Regions from separate parts of the Sus scrofa genome. Here region 1 is linked to region 2. A link is a contact called in public Hi-C data. All regions are on one chromosome and are shown on one strand. The core of a region is the stretch at or near the end of the contact, and the rest is flanking DNA. Distances in the headings are between cores, read along the strand shown.

Evidence for each region. Hi-C and Micro-C count contacts between places; a contact is called where the count stands out from the background.
Region 1: a contact with region 2 is called in a Hi-C map of skeletal muscle, with 2.0 times the contacts expected there. The contact joins two enhancer-like sites. A contact is called at or near these places in 5 of 47 Hi-C or Micro-C datasets (epiblast stem cells, liver and skeletal muscle) and 1 of 2 datasets of contacts at active chromatin or transcription factors (skeletal muscle).

What each region holds. Positions count from the first base shown.
Region 1 is chr3:28,899,316-28,902,399 of Sscrofa11.1, forward strand. No RefSeq gene overlaps it. Among named protein-coding and RNA genes, the nearest start is that of MIR365-1, 7.4 kb to the right of the region's middle. Within about 2 kb of position 1,431, at least 4 of the 83 cell types and tissues checked have an H3K27ac peak or open chromatin away from gene starts, as enhancers often do. A contact at or near this core is called in skeletal muscle, where this site is marked.
Region 2 is chr3:28,817,950-28,821,057 of Sscrofa11.1, forward strand. No RefSeq gene overlaps it. Among named protein-coding and RNA genes, the nearest start is that of MIR365-1, 89 kb to the right of the region's middle. Within about 2 kb of position 1,767, at least 1 of the 83 cell types and tissues checked has an H3K27ac peak or open chromatin away from gene starts, as enhancers often do. A contact at or near this core is called in skeletal muscle, where this site is marked.

The DNA of each region.
Region 1 (3,084 bases), core at 181-2,680, 81 kb after region 2:
CTTGAAGTCCAAGAGCAAGTGAGTAGTTCTGATTCAGCGGTAAATTAAGGGTGGGGGGCACGGCCTGGAGATGTGTCTAGGGAACCCATCATTCTCAATCAAGTACAGCAGGCACACCTAGGGGAGGCTGAGGGACGATAACCTACCCCTTTTAGCTTCACACAATACATGAAGAGGCAAACAGTTCCCAAGTCCCGAATCAGAACGCTTTGGACCATACAGAGTTGATGTGAGATCCACTATTAGGGGAGCTATGATGAAGGAGAGACGCTGATAATGCTCTTGGATACAGAGACAGAACACAGAGCGTGCTCTCGTCCTCCCCTGTCCCCTATCCCGCCCCTGATCTCTCCCACCCTCCAGACTGGCCTCAATCAGCTGCGAGGCGGAGGCTGGAGATCGGGTGCGAAAAGCAAGCTTCCCACCTGCTCCAGTTTGGACAATCCTGGATTGGCTCCGTTTGGTCACATGCCCAAACCTGGACCAATCACTGCGGCCAAGTTCAGAAGTGGGCTGCTGTGATTGGTCCTTGTGAGTCATGACACCCCCACCTGGATCAATGACGGTAGCTGAGGCTTGGGTATTGTGAGCGATTGTCTTTGGCGGTATTCCCACGGGCCATCGTGCCTTTTACTAAAAGTGGGAGAGAAAGTGCTGGCAGGAACAAAAACAAAAGCCAAACCGAGAGCCACCTATCTCCGCCAGAGCCTTCTCCTGGCTGTGCGGCTTCTACGCTTACTCTGCTGAGAATTGCCTCAATGGTGAGTCGGGCTTCGCTTTAAGATCCACTCTTGTCTATAAACCCCACCGCTGCCTGCAGGATTTACTCAGACTTGTTGTAGTTGGGTTTTTGCCATTGTTATTACATTATTTAATCAAATATAAAATGTTTTTTAATTCTTTAGTTTATGATGGCCTCTCCAGCCCCCGAGGGTAGGAACCGTGTCTATCTTGTTGGTTACTGCGTTGCTCCGGCCCAGTACTCAGCCCCTTTTCTATATAGTAGGTCCAGGAACGAATGAATGAACATTCACACATTCATTGAACATCCTACAGAGAACAGGAGGCACCACAAGGTCGTCACCAGTTCGCTCAGTCTCTCTCTTCCACATTCTCCCTTCTTCTCTGTCATGTTGGATTCCCCTTCATGACAAAGTTCTGTTCGTCTAAGTCTATCCTCAAGTGTCCTCCCAACACACACTGCAAAGCCTTGAATCTCTGGGTGGATTCTTGGGTTGAGCGCCTTAGATAAGCCCAGGAAATCAGGTTCATTGGGTTGGTGGAGACTATTCTTTGAGGGCGATAACGGAGTTCTGTTTGGGCTGGAAGGGACTGGGAGGGACTGGGTGCCATGATAGGCTGCCAACGTCTGCCCTGACCGCCTGCCTCTGATGGGACTCCTGGTCCTGTTGCTGTTCTGGATAGTTTGCTGACCAGCGGGCCTCTGTTCTGAAGACTGCAGCTCTGGCATTTGCTGTGGGATCAGAGTACACTCAGTCTAGGACAAAATGGAGTGGCCAGATAAAACAACTGCAGGCGCTTAGGGAAGAAGGCTTAAGACAAATGGCTATTTTTTTTTTTTTTAAAGTACTTATAACCCACATGTCAGCTGGGGTCATCTTATTTTTGGAGATTCAAATGGAATGGGCTTGAACTTGGTCCCACATGCCATGGGAGACCCAACTTTCCTTGGAACCTTTCCAGGGAATGGGGGTGAAGGGCGTTTGTGTCTCTCCTAGTCACCCAAGGTTCTGAATTCCTGCATCCAATGAATCCGTTCTGCTTAGGTGCCCTTTTGCTGGCCTCGTGGGCACATGACCTGTACAGTTGTAGAGGGTCTACTTTGATTTTAATGCTCTACTGTTGTCATCCTGAACTTCTTAGTAATTTCTCTCTTTCTTTTTTTGGATGAGTTAGGCATAAATGATTTTTCTAAATTTAACTTTAATTTTTTAAAATTATAGTTGATTTATAATGTTGTGCCAGTTTCTGCTGTACAGCAAAGCGACCCATTCATTTGTTTACACACACACACACACACACACACACACACACATTCCCTTTCTTACATTATCTTCCATCATGGGCTAACCCAGGAGATTGGCTATAGTTCCCTGTGCTATATAGTAGGGCCGCACTGCTTAATCCAGTCTAAATGTCATAGTTTGCATCTACTAACTCCCAATTCCCAGTCTGTCCTACTCCCTACCACCCACCACTGCAACCGCAAGTCTGTTCTTGACGTCTGTGAGTCTGTTTCCGTTTTGTAGATAGGTTCGTTTGTGCCATATTTTATATTTCACATATTACTGATATCATGTGGTATTTGTCTTTCTCTTTATGATCTGCTTCACTTAGTATGAGACTCTCTAGTTGCATTCACGTTGCTATAAATGGCATTATTTCACTCTTTTTATGGCTGAGTAGTATTCCATTATATACGTGTACCACATCTTAATCCATTCATCTGTTGATGGACATGTAGGGGTTTCCAAGTCTTAGCTCTTGTCAATAGTGCTGCTATGAACACACAGGTGCAATGTATCTTTTTGAATGAAAGTCTGTCCAGATTTATGCCCAGGAGTAGGATTGCTGGATCATGTGGTAGTTCTATATTTACTTTTCTGAGGAACCTCCATACTGTCTTCCATGGTGGTTGTACTTAGTCATTGTTGAACAAAGGGCTGCACATTTTCATTCTGCAAATCAGGTAGCTAGACCTGCTTGATTCAGGAGCTTTCCTTTCCCACCCCACGCTGACCCACTCGAGACTCTGCCCCAATTCCTCCACTGTCCCTAAAGCCCATCCATGGAGTTCATGTGCGTATAGACTTGGACTGAAGCTTTCGGATGAAGGAAAATTTTGGCCTTCGAGCTAAGTTAACAGCATCAAGTCCAGTGTATGAACTGGCTCAAAGCTACTCAGTGGGAAACAATGAAGGAGGAGGGAAGGCCGATGAAACAAGAGAGGCCAAAGGTGGACCCGTGAATATACTCAAAGACACAGAGCTGGGCACTTGAGATGGGTGAATGAGATGGTAAGTGAATTATATCTCAATAAAACTGTTGGGGGAAAAAAAAAGT
Region 2 (3,108 bases), core at 517-3,016:
GCCAGCAGGCACTGTCACCTGTACCTCCCTCACAGGACTGTTGCAAGGATGGCATGAAGTAAGTCTGCAAAGTGCCCACCTGCCGTCCACCAGCATCCAGGAAGTGCCTGTGCGAAGAGAGGTGGGTAGCAAAGGGCACCATCCAGGGTCTATCTTCCAGGCGTCTCACCAAGCTGTTTTAGGAGACACAACTGCACTGTGTTTCATGTGTGACTTTCCCAGGCTCCCTCTCCCCTTTTACAGTTCAGAACCCTCCCCAAATCCAATCCTGCAAAACCCCAAGCCAACTGGTGGGTCCATCAAACAGTGAGATTTTAGAGGAAAAGGGCTAAGAGCCCCTCACATCCAGTCCCTCCCACACCAGTTACGGCATGAACCACACACTTGCTTGAGATCCCCCAGCCTCTAGGCAGAGGTGGGAGCTGGACCCTCCCACCCAAAAGAGATCCCCAGTCTCTGCTCCACCTTCTTCCTGCACCACTGGTGCTGAGGCAGAACCCAGGATTTGGAGCATTTAGAGCGTTGCCTGTAAAACGATGGCACGCCTTCCATCCAATTTTCTCCCCCCTTGAGGAGCGGAGGTCAGGTGGGTGAGGTGTTTTGAGTGAGTGCCTCTCGTGTTTCTTGCTGGTTTCCCTTGAGGCGATTGGAGATGATTCCTCTTGTCTGTCAAAGAGAGACCTGAAGTCCTTGTGGTTCCCCAAGAGCCTGTTTCTCTTGAGAGCAGCTGGGAGAAAGATTGAGTGTTCCTCTGAGTCCCACGGTGATATGTGCACTTAACTGAGCAAGAATTGTCTCCCTGGAGCTCCCGCTGTGGCTCAGTGGTCATGAACCCAACTAGTATCCATGAGATGCAGGTTTGATCCCTGGCCTCTCTCAGTGGATTAAGGATCTGGTGTTGCCGTGAGCTGTGGTGTAGGTGACAGACGAGGCTTGGATCTGGTGTTGCTGTGGCTGTGGTGTAGGCTGGCGGCTATTATAGCTCCTCTTCAACCCCTAGCCTGGGCACTTCCAGATGCCGCAGGTGCAGCCCTAAACACCCCCCCCCCAAAAAAAAACATTTCTGATGAGTCATTGATGTCCGTTCAGCTCAGCGACAGTTAGGACTGGAACGTGGGTGATTTTCTTTGCTCTGCTCTCTGCCATTATTGCCTCTATTAGGAATTTGATGTGCTCAAAAGATAGAGTTTGCCGCTTGCTAACTGTGGGCCTTTTGCGGGTGGTGGCATCCACAGGAAGCATTCCCATTGGGGTTTTGTGACCCTGGCATCAGTATGTACATATGTATGTATGTATTTTTTTCCTTTTAGGGCTGCACCTGCAGCACATGGAAGTTCCCAGACTAGGGGTTGAATCGGAGCTACAGCTGCTAGCCTACACCGAAGCCACAGCAACGCCAGATCTGAGCCGCATCTGTGAATGTCACTGCAGCTTGCGGTAACGCCAGATCCTTAACCTAGTGAGCGAGTCCAGGGATAGAACCCTCATCCTTACGGAGACTACGTCGGTTCCTTAATCTGCTGAACTACAGTGGGAATTCCTGTACCTAGCTGGTGGTAATTCCCTTCTTGCTTTTCAGACCTTAAAGGGTGGCCTTGTAATCCTGGAGCTAAACGTGCACGCACAAAGGCCCCTGGTCCCGCTGTGTCTGTGCGGGACCCAGCCTGCAGCGGGAGTCCCTGGAAACAGCTTCCCTCTCTGCACATGGCTCTGTGTGTGCCTGGCTCGCAGTCTTGCTGGCGATCGTGTGTTGGCACTGACCCACGAATATTTGCCTCTCATGTCTTTGAGAGAGAAGAGTCGGCCTCGCCTGGAGGGTAGCCGGGGTGTGCATGGACGGCTGTCTCGGGCTGGATGCCGCACTCCAGGTCGGGGAAAATGTGGTGGGCTCACCTTTGTTCATGGGGTGGGTCACAGGATTCACTGTGTGAAGCTGGAGGGAAGCCCAGGAAACTGGAGAAGTTTCTTGGGGAGGGTACCAGCTTGGGGACTCCAGGAGGGAACAGGAAGACACTGCCTGTGGTTACTGAAGGCAGCGATGCGCAGGAGGTAGTGGCAAGAGCGGGCTGTTTGCTCATCAGGTGAGGGGCCTGCGGAGTGAGGTTAGTGATGGGCCAGGCCTGGGCCTGAGTAGTGCATCTTTGCAGTTTTATCCTTATGCATTTAGAAGAAAATGTGTTGATTTTTTTTTTTTTCCTGTCACATGCTCAGCACTCTAAGAGGTTATTCATGCCAGGAGGAGCTGCTGGTGTTTTAGCAAACTAGCACGTCTCACCTGAAGCTTGTAAAGCGCTAGACGGAATCGTAACTGTGATAATAAGGGCAGGCACTGATGCGGCTGCAAGGTGAGCCAGGGATCCTTCCAGGTGCTTTGCGTGTGTTTAAGAGCAGATGGGAGGTCCAGAGGCTGGGCTGGGGGGTGGCCAGCAAGCCTTGCCCGTGGGCTCCCCTAGCATTAGTTATATGAATGAGTTTTACTCCACAAACGTGGCCTTTTAAAATGTCACAATCCTTACAAAAGTTTTTATGGTAAAAAGCCCTTGCATTATTGAAATATACCTGACACGTAACATTGTGGAAAATTCAGGTGGCCGCCCTGTTGATTTGATACACTTACATGGCAAAACGATTCCCGCCATGGGGGGCGCTAACACCTGCAGCTCGTCACATGGTTACCATTTCTTCTTTGGGGTGAGACATTTACTCTCAGCAACTTTCAGTGTACAATACAGTGTGATTAACTAGACTCCCCCTGCTGTGTATTTGATTCCCAGAACTTCATCTTATACCTGATAGCATGACCCTTGACCAGCGACTCATTTTCCCACCTCCCAGCCCCTGCTAACCACGTCTCTACCCTGTTTCAATGAATTCAGCTGTTTTATTTATTGTATTCATTTATTTATTTATTTGGCTTTTTAGGGTCACACCTGCAGCATACTATAGAGGTTCCCAGGCTAAGGGTCGAATCGGAGCTGCACCTGCCGGCCTACACCACAGCCATAGAAACGTGGATCCAAGCTGCATCTGTGACCTACACCACAGCTCACGGCAACGCTGGATCCTTGACCCACTGAGCAAGGCCCGGGGTGGAACCTGCATCCTCAT